2 separate regions of the Salvelinus alpinus genome follow, and region 2 is linked to region 1. The links are chromatin contacts, called in public Hi-C maps. All regions are on one chromosome and are shown on one strand. The core of a region is the stretch at or near the end of the contact, and the rest is flanking DNA. Distances in the headings are between cores, read along the strand shown.

What was found. A called contact is a pair of places that touch in the nucleus more often than the background predicts.
Region 2: a Hi-C map of muscle shows a contact between it and region 1, with 3 times the contacts expected there. The contact joins the promoter of LOC139538680 here to the promoter of LOC139538678 in region 1. A contact is called at or near these places in 2 of 3 Hi-C or Micro-C datasets (muscle and red muscle).

Annotation. Positions count from the first base shown.
Region 1 is chr14:27,070,985-27,075,991 of SLU_Salpinus.1, reverse strand. It overlaps LOC139538678 (renin receptor-like), which reads left to right and starts at 2,444. Exons shown (of 8, transcript XM_071341016.1): 1 at 2,444-2,600; 2 at 3,436-3,566; 3 at 3,661-3,789; 4 at 3,920-4,015; 5 at 4,137-4,274. The coding sequence starts at 2,525.
Region 2 is chr14:27,279,065-27,284,071 of SLU_Salpinus.1, reverse strand. LOC139538680 (mid1-interacting protein 1-B-like) reads left to right here and starts at 2,097. Exons shown (of 1, transcript XM_071341021.1): 1 at 2,097-4,119. The coding sequence starts at 2,793. The coding sequence ends at 3,269.

The sequences.
Region 1 (5,007 bases), core at 1,195-3,694:
TTTTGAACTTTCATCCAACTCGGAATTGTAAAAACGGAACTCGGCCCTCTTTCTAGAGCTATGACCTGAAGATCACTGACGTCATCATGAATCAACTTTTTTTTTTTTTTTAGTTCCTAGTTGTCTTGAAAGCACAATAAATCCAGAGAATGCCAGACTTTGATGACAAAGTTTGATGTCAGAATTTGCCCACAAAGGACCGCCGCACCACCTTCCTGTTCAAGTGAGCACAGCACAACAAGGTGAGTCCAAAAATGTACTGTATGCTGCTGCATAAATGATGTAATATGCCAGGGAGATATGTATACTGTAGCTAAGAAAGTAATACTGTTTATGTTGTGCAGTAAGCTGTTAGTAGCCCATGTGCCTCACCCTAATAATTTGGTCTATTTTCACCTCGTATTTTCACCTACTGTTCTGACTTGGTGGTGCACATGTAGCCTATAACCTGTTTTTGAGAAATGCAATCATTGAATATTGTAAGAGCTTTCATTGTCTGCTTATATGCCCCCTTTATTTATCCTACAGCTCTCACTTGGTGTACAGGGAGAAAACTGTAAGAACGGCCCATGTTCTGAATTCTGTTGCTGTACATGACACTCTAGAGCCAAACTGTTATAGACCTATATCCATCCTGCCCTGCCTCTCTAAAGTCTTCGAAAGCCAAGTTAACAAACAGATCACTGACCATTTTCAATCCCACCGTACCTTCTCCGCTGTGCAATACGGTTTCTGAGCTGGTCAAGGGTGCACCTCAGCCACGCTCAAGGTCCTAATCGATATCATAACCGGCATCGATAAAAAACAGTACTGTGCAGCCGTCTTCATCGACCTCTGGCAGTCTCTATGGGGGTACCACAGGGTTCAATTCTCGGGCAGACTCTTTTCTCTGTATATATCAATGATGTCGCTCTTGCTGCGGGTGATTCCCTGATCCAGCTCTACGCAAACGACACCATTCTGTATACATCTGGCCCTTCTTTGGACACTGTGTTAACTAACCTCCAAACGAGCTTCAATGCCATACAACACTCCTTCCGTGGCCTCCAACTGCTCTTAAACGCTAGTAAAACCAAATGCATGCTTTTCAACCGTTCGCTGCCCTCACCCGCCTTCCCGACTAGCATCACTACCCCGGACGCTTCTGACCTAGAATATGTGGACAACTACAAATACCTAGGTGTCCGCCTTTCCTTCCAGTTCTCTGCTGCCAGTGACTGGAACGAATTGCAAAAATTGCTGAAGCTGGAGACTTATATTTCCCTCACTAACTTTAAACATCAGCTATCTGAGCAGCTAACCGATCGCTGCAGCTGTACATAGTCCATCTGTAAATAGCCCACCCAATCTACCTACCTCATCCCCATATTGTTTTTAATTTTTTTGCTCTTTTGCACACCAGTATCTCTACTTGTACATCATCATCTGCTCATTTATCACTCCAGTGTTAATCTGCTAAATTGTAATTACTTCGCTACTATGAACTATTTATTGCCTTCCTCCTCACGCCATTTGCACACACTGTATGTAGACTTTCTTTTTTTTCTATTGTGTTATTGACTGTACCCTTGTTTATTCCATGTGTAACTCTGTGTTGTTGTTTGTGTCGCACTGCTTTGCTTTATCTTGGCCAGGTCGCAGTTGTAAATGAGAACTTGTTCTCAACTAGCTTACCAGGTTAAATAAAGGTTAAATTAAAAAAGTAATTTTTTTTTTTTCAAAAGTGCTGAAGAAATAGTTATACTGACTACGTCCATCCTAGCTCACTCATTAATCTTAATTGAAATTACGGATGGCCTGTTATCCGTTTTGTCGTCCCCTTATGCCATAGTTTGTACATCTCAATTGTCAGTAGAAACCACATTTGTTTAAGCAAGTCAGCCATATCAGCTATGTTTTTTTTTTAAAGGCAGTAAATGAGGCTGAATGAACTGTTTCGCAGCCAGACAAGGCTCCGCTGATAGGCAGGTGTAGCAGTAGTAAGGTGTTGGGACTACTGTTGGGAGGGACTCTGCTGTTGGGACAGCTTTTTTTTTCACAGCATATTTTTTCAATATAATTTCAAAATGGTCTAAGAAGAACAACATTTGGAGGGCAATTGAAGCACAGCCAATATGCAGTGATAATGTATTGGGCCTGTAGCCTACTGCACAAACCTCATTGCTACAGAACTGTTTTTAATTGGTTAATGTGGCATTGATTAATATGTTTTATATTGTGTAAAAAATCTGAGGGGTAAATCTCGGTTTGCATTTTGACTCACAAAGTGATGTAAACTCAGAAAAGGTTGGCTGACCACTGTACTACAGTATATCGAATAGCCCCTGCTTGTGGTATTGATTTTCATTACTGAAAATGTAAAAGTACGGAGACAATGAGCTCCATATTGCAATAGCCATACAATGAAAATAATTGCAGAAATCAATCAATGTAATTCTGCAGATTACCAATTCATACCCATCATGCATTGCTACCATCTTCGGGACAAGCGAGTCAGTTGATTTACGTTAGAGCAAGGAGAAAGATGTCGCTGGAAAATCGCCGAAGGATGGAGTCTTTATTCACCGTAGCGCTAATCTTCTGCTCAGCTTTTACGTCAGGTATAAGAGATGGAAATCTTCTGATTATTTACCTACTGATCTAGATGGTTTTCTGGAAATGATCTCATGCAGATAACGTTGTTACTAGTAGCGAGTTCTCTGCTTGAAAATGATAGCTAGCTAAATACAGGAACTAGCTAGCTAGTTACTGCTGAAGAAAAGATAATACGACTTGGAAAAACACTTCCAATCCTGTTGATAGAAAGATAGTAAGCAATCATTTGTGGAAAGCCATGTTTTTTCCACTTTAAATAGGGTGGTATAATGAGTAGATACTGCTTGTTGGGCCTAATTGCCCTAGGATGCTAGCTAGCTAACGTCAATTTGACAGCCAGCAACCCGCACCAGCTGGGAGTGGGACGACATAATCGCCGGCTAACGTGAGCCATTTCCCGCAGTTTGACCCCATTTGTTGTTATGAACAACAATATCTAGCCATCCATCGGTTCATTTTTAGCTGTCAAACTAACCAGACTCTCAGGGGAGCAACTAGCCAGTTCAGTATCATGTGACAGACGGCATACCAAAATCTGATTCACTCAACTTCCTCAAACATTGTTCTGCTTTCCCAGTCACGAGACTCCGGCTAACTAGCTACTGTTGCCCGGCTCTGCCATTCATTAAACAGTGTAATTCGCTGTTTTTAATTAACAGTCAAGTGGGACCAAATAGCAACACTATACTGTCAGAACCGACCTAGATTATCCTCCATGGTCTTATGATATGGCTAGGTATGTGGCCCTTGTGTCCCCTCCACACACAGTATGGAATGACCTTTGCTGTTTAGACGTTATTGGAAGTTGTTTATAGATTTGTTCCTTCTGTTTTCCCTCAGGTGTTCAGGGGGACAGCCTCACCATATTGCAGGCCCCTGAGTATGTGTCCTTCCAAAAGGGAGACTGGCCGATATCAGGGGAGAAGATTCCAGATATGGTGGCTCTGACTATGGGTTTCTCCGTCCAGGAGGTACACACACTGATCCAATGTTTGTGTAGGTGTGCAAGCCTATTTTGTTGTATATTATATACTAAAATCTTGTGTATTGTGTCTGTGTGTGTAGGATCTCTCCTGGCCAGGCCTCCGGGCAGGTCCTTTGTTCCAGCGTCCCAGGGCCAATGTGCTGGTGGTGGTGAGGGGGGTGGACAGCCTGGCCCTGCCCCAGAGTGTGGCCTCCTACCCCCTGGAGAATGTGAGTGTGACCAGTTCCAATCAGTAAGGTGGTGGTTGGGGAGTAGCAAAGTTTTGTGAGATTCCTTTTAATCAGATTTTTCACAGAAGCTCTATTATTAATAACTTATCTCTTGTTCCCTCTCCTGCAGCCGGTGCCCTTCACCCTGGACAGTGTGGCTGAGACGATTCACACTCTCTTTGCTGAGGACACTCCTGTGGTGCTCCAGCTGGCCCCTAGCGAGGAGGTACTGTATGCACCAGCACATTATTGGATGAGCACCTGAGTGTGTGTCGCTGTGTTTTATTATACAGAGGGTTGGTATGTGCAGGTCATGGTAATGTTGTCCTTTGTATGTGTGTCTACAGAGGCTGTACATGCTGGGAAAGGCCAACGCTGTGTTTGAGGACCTGCCTGTGACCCTGCAGCAGATTCGTGCTCGTCTCTCCCAGGATGGCTCTGTGCTCGCCTCCCTGCCACTCAACTCCCTCAGCCGCAATGCTGAGGTACATGCATTAGTCTCGTCACGATACTAACGATACCAGGCCAAGTATCATGATACTGACTAGTATTGCAATACAACAGGGTAAAAAATTCAGTGGCCTAGCGTTCTGTTTGCCCCGTCCCCAGCACGTATTCCCGTTTTCTAAACGTGATGCGCATGTGCAAAACAAACTCACTGATATTTACACTTCTACTCAATACACATATTGAATTTAACTTCACACTGTTCGCTGTATAATAGAATACTGCGTAGAATGGCTGATTTGCTGATATTTGAAAGGCCTACCTGTGATTTGGCTGGTGGAATGGGAGGAAGGAATATCCATACATAATGATCTGCTTTCATTGTAGCAGTAAGGGGGAAAACATTGCATGAAACTGTCTTTACTCTTCAGTTAACATACATACAGACACACACACACTCTACCTCCCTCACACACTCTCTCTCTCATAAACACACACACTCTCTCCCACAAACATACACACGGCTCCCAACTTTAAGAAACGTTAGACACCAAACAGAATGTAAGGAGTACCAGAAAGAACTGTGTGATAGTTTAGGCTTACATTAGACCATATGAATCATACCTTTGAAGCACATCTCAAGAGTAGCAGACACTTTTCCTTTCTTCCTGTGTCAATCAAATTTACCTAGACCTAGTGTCAAGTTACCAGGTTGTTGTTGTTACCAGGTTGTTGTTGTTACCAGGTTGTTGTTGTTGTTACCAGGTTGTT
Region 2 (5,007 bases), core at 848-3,347, 210 kb before region 1:
AAAACATTGATCCCACAAGTCCTTTGTGAGATAGATAGACAACTTTAGCTAACTAGCCAACAAGGTGCCTAATAACTGTAGCTGGCCCACCGGGCGATATTTAGCTAGCTAGTTAACATGCACTGGCTATGTGAAGTCTACTTGGACACCGGGTCCCCACAATTTCCCACTCTTTCACACCGAATAGCCTGAAGCCACAGGACTCTTCTTGCAGGTTCTATTTGGGTGGGAGCATTGCAAACTGTAGGTCGAGATTTTTTACCAGGTTATATGTACATTGAATGACACAGCATGTTTTGTTATTTCTGTATGACAAAAACTGGAGGACAAAGTTGGCTCTTTTAGAATGGGGTTCAATAGGAAATAATTTTTGTTTTCCCCAAATTGTGGGCGTGGTCGATTGAATCCCTTCTTACACAACTCGTAGTATGACAACAAACACTTCATTGAAGAATCTCTACTGTTGACCAATCACCGACAAACATTTAATTGAAGAATCCCTACTGTTGACCAATCACCAACGAAGGGGAGTAGTCTTCAGAACAGCCCCAAAAAAACCTTGCCGAAGACCAAAAAAAAGAAAAACGTCACAAAATGTCGCCATAATATATGCACAAACTGTTACGAACTGTTTCAGATGACGGCTTTAAGAGGAGCAGAGGCAAAATTGAGAAGTATAATTATCGGAATGGAAGGAAGGGAGGGAGGGTGAGACCGAGAGAGATCGACTGACTAAGCAGGTTTTGTCATGTACTGTATGTTGACATTCCTCCCATTCTTGCTGAGCAGTTCAGTGTTTAGAACACTGATTCAATCTGTATAGTTTCTCTCCAGACATTCCAGAACACTCTCTCTACACCCATTATCTCCGACCTGCATCTTTATGTGTGTGTGTGCGCATGTGCATTTGTGTATTTGTGAGTGTATGTGTGTGACACACGAGTGCAAACTCATATTTCTATTTCTACTTTTATCAGGCCCAATCATTACTGCTAAATGGTACTACCTGGAATGAATCATTGCTTGATGTGACTGCTTGGACAGTACTGACAGATTGTTCTTCTTGATTGATTTCTTCTTCTAATTCATCTAAGAGTGAGGTGCAAAGTCCTCATAAATGTAGCTATTTCAAGGATTACCATAGGCCAAATAAATATATTTGGTGAGTGCTGTTCTACATCATGTAGATGGACCAGGCTGTGGTCACAATGATTCAGCACCCTGGTTGCAAGAAATAATAATTTTGTGGTGACTGAAAGCATGTTGTTTGCTATTTCTGTCATGTGTTGATTGTGCTGGTGGTTAACTGTAAGTGTTAACTTATGATTAGAATTCAGACTGGCTGGGCTGAATCATTTCCGCCCGCTTGTTGTGGTGTTTTGCTTACCATGTCAGTGAGTTCTCTCTATGTGGGGCAACCGGTCTCTGTTGATTTCCCCTGTTGATGGTAAACTATTGACCTACAGGGGGGTGGGGGTAGTTTCAGCTGTTCTCATCAGTCTTTCATGGTAAGGGCAATAGGGGTATTAGTTTGGCTCTAACTGTAATAATTACTGTCAAAGGCAAAGCAGCTGATAGATACTGTATATGAATGGGATGATAACATTGTTATGAATATAATAGAATAGAATAACTTTATTTTTTCTACGGCACTGCATCTCAATAGGCTTCATTGTAAATAATTTGTTCTTAACTGACTTGCCTAGTTAAATAAAGGTTACATTTAAAATATAGTTCAGCCTAGTTTGGAAAAATCGCTGATCCAGGAGATGGATTAATAACTTTACTCTGACAACCTCCTATTAGTGTTGGCCTATGTCCTAACATTACAGACCTTGCGGACTCGTCTCCAACAAGAAAAAAGTGGAATGTATAGGGTTAATCCTCTGCTTTCCCCATTGGCAAGGATCCAGCGCTTCGCTTCCCTCCTTCACCCACCGATTGGTCAATAGAGAGCTAGTCCCGGTGCCGAGACAGACAGCCGAACATATGATTGGTTTCAATTGGAGGTACGGTTGTGGGCTGATAGCTTTCGTCATGAATATTCATAACATGGCGTTCTGCTAGGTCAGACCTCGCCCTGAATGGTTTGTCCGGTGAGGTTGCGGGGTTTGATGTAGCATCAGTCATTTTTGTATTGGAATACATGAGAGCAAAATATAGGCCAATGTGAATGAAGTTTGAATTCGATTGCAATGTAAACTATAATTCGTTTTTAGTGTGCTTGGTGTGTGAATGTTTTGAGAAAGCTCACTATAAACCATTGTGTTGTGTTTGAGTGGCTGATGCGCAACACAGGCTGACAATTGCGCGGACATAGAGCCTGCTATCATTTGGTTTGGAGAAGATGCATTCATTGCTTTCTTACTGGGCAGGGGCCGGATAGTAGGCCTATCGCTACTGGGAGGCCAATCCCCTTCATGCAAACTATGCCAACATGTTTTTTCTGTATGTGTACTAGCTCATTGGAGTCCGGTTACTGTAGAGGAAGAATAATCCTGACAAACAGGTTCTGGGCACGCCCTTGGACACGAATCCACCTGCTCTATAAAGATCCGACCGGGGACCAGTAAGAGTCAGAACAGAAACGAAAAGAAGAAGGAATAGGCAAAAGAAGAAACAAGAACAACTGCCAAACTCTCTTCATAGCTCCGTTTAATAATTTAATACAAAAGGACAAGCCGCTTTCCAAAGCCGATTAGAAAGTAGAAGAAACGAACTATCCAGCTCTGGTTGACAGTTATACATTTCATTTTGTTAAAGAAGTTCAAGAATCAACAACAGTCGCCAAGATGATGCAGCTCTCAGAATCCCACCTGCAGAAGAACTCCCTGTTCAACTCCATGAACCGCTTCATCGGTGCCGTCAACAACATGGACCAGACGGTGATGGTGCCCAGCCTGCTGCGGGACGTCCCCCTTGAAGAGGAGAGGGAGATGGCCGCCCTGAAAAGCTCGGGAAACAGCGACATCGAGGACGGCGACATGTACAGCTACTACCAGCTGCTCAAGTCTATCCGTTGCGACATCGAGTGGGGAGTGATGCGCGCCGAGGAAGCCAAGAAGCGAAAGAAGAGCCGGGCTTCCATCTCTCGGTTGGATTCAGCGGAGGAAGATTCTGAGGTGTCGTCAGAGGAAGACGAGGATAACCTGCAGAAGCAGTTCCAGTTCCACATGACGGGGCTCCACGGGGTGCTGTCCAAGCTGACGCAACAGGCCAATACCCTGACCAACCGCTACAAGCAGGAGATCGGCATTGGATGCTACTAAAATGCAGCGCAACGATGATCCCCGATGATCGATTCTCATTCCCTGATGATCGATTGTGTATTATTTTGCGGGAATGAGGTGAACTGAACTGAATAGTCTATAACTGATGAAATTCCTTTGAATGGACGGAGAGAGAAAGAAAATAAGAGAGACAGAAATAAACATTTCTGCTCTCTATATGTGGTATTATTTTACCTTTGTGGTATATTGTGTTGATCCATAGTAATGTTGTGGTTGACCTGCTATGTGGTATATCCGGGTTCCACTACACCTGTTTGCACTCAGATTTTTTACCACCATGTCTATGTTTTATGCACGGTGTTCAATGGCGCCACATGCCTTCAGCTCAAGTGACACAGATAATACACATGTATACATTTATTTAATATTGATGTATTTAACTTGTTACCTCACACTGTATGTTTGAGAGCTGTATATTTCAAGGTTGAAGAAGTGGATGACCTCAGAGACATTTGGCTATATTTTTTAACTTCCCAGTAAGGGAAAATGCGCATGTCTAATATTGCCAGTGTGTCAAATAGTCTGTACAGGTCTTGTATTTTTGCTTATTGTTATGTTTCTTTATTATGTGCTTAGCTAAATGGAGGAGGCTTGAGAGATTCTTGCCTATGATCCCATTGCTGTCCTATATGACCAATGAACTGAAATCAACTGATGGTTCTTCTGCATAGAGAATAATGAAGGATTCCAAGAGGTCATGTTAATATGTTGCTGTTGCCATGGTATTTATGGAGAGGTGAAACTCCTCTGTTTTTGTATGTACTATATTATGTTTTTGTATGAAAGATTCTGTATTTGTACTGAGAATTAAACTTTTTTATAAATGAAATGAATTTGTTATGCAAGTTCTTTGCCTATAGCAACACTTCACCTAGAATGTTGTGGAACAGGATTACAATTGCAACAGCTATCATCCTCCAACTGACCCCAATACATTTCAACCAGTGTTTGACATTTCCCTACCATTTAATGTTCGTCCAGGGATCACTCCATCTTATGTTTCTTTACAAACCCTATTCACCCTATACAAATACTTAAAGGCATACAAAGACAGAGTGAACCTGTAACATATATCCACATGTCAAACATAATTCAACTTAAAGCACACAGAAACTCATAGGTTACACTAAAGATACAAAACAAACATATTTTGGGAAACATGCATTAAAATTGCTCATATTGAAGTACAAGTAATCAAGTAAGAAGAAATCATGAAAGTGTGAATCTGTTCTCAGCTACTGTAACTGCATACGCTGCATCCATCCAGCTCAGATTCAAGGTATTTGCAGGGCATTGAAATAGACCCCTCTATTCTGTATGCAAGATCATGAAACATTCACTGACTATTATGACCATGCAAATACAACTCCCAAGAGTACATTTTTATATCTCTTTTGACATTTTAGTAATTTAGCAGACACTCTTATCTAGAGTGGCGTACAGTTAGTGCATTCATCTTAAGATAGCTAGGTGAGACAACTACATATCACAGCTGTAGGAAGTACATTTTTCCAGAGTAAAGAAGTTATCAGCAAAGTCAGTGCTAGTAGGAAAAGAAAAGTAAAAATGTTTTATATGGGGGGGGGGGGGGGGGGGTTAAGGGGAATAAGACTGAGATGTTTTATTTAAGATACTCTATGAAGAGATAGGATTTCAGTCAGACGTTTTTGGAAGAAGGGCAAGGACTCAGCTGTCTTAGCTTCAGGGGGAAGCTCGT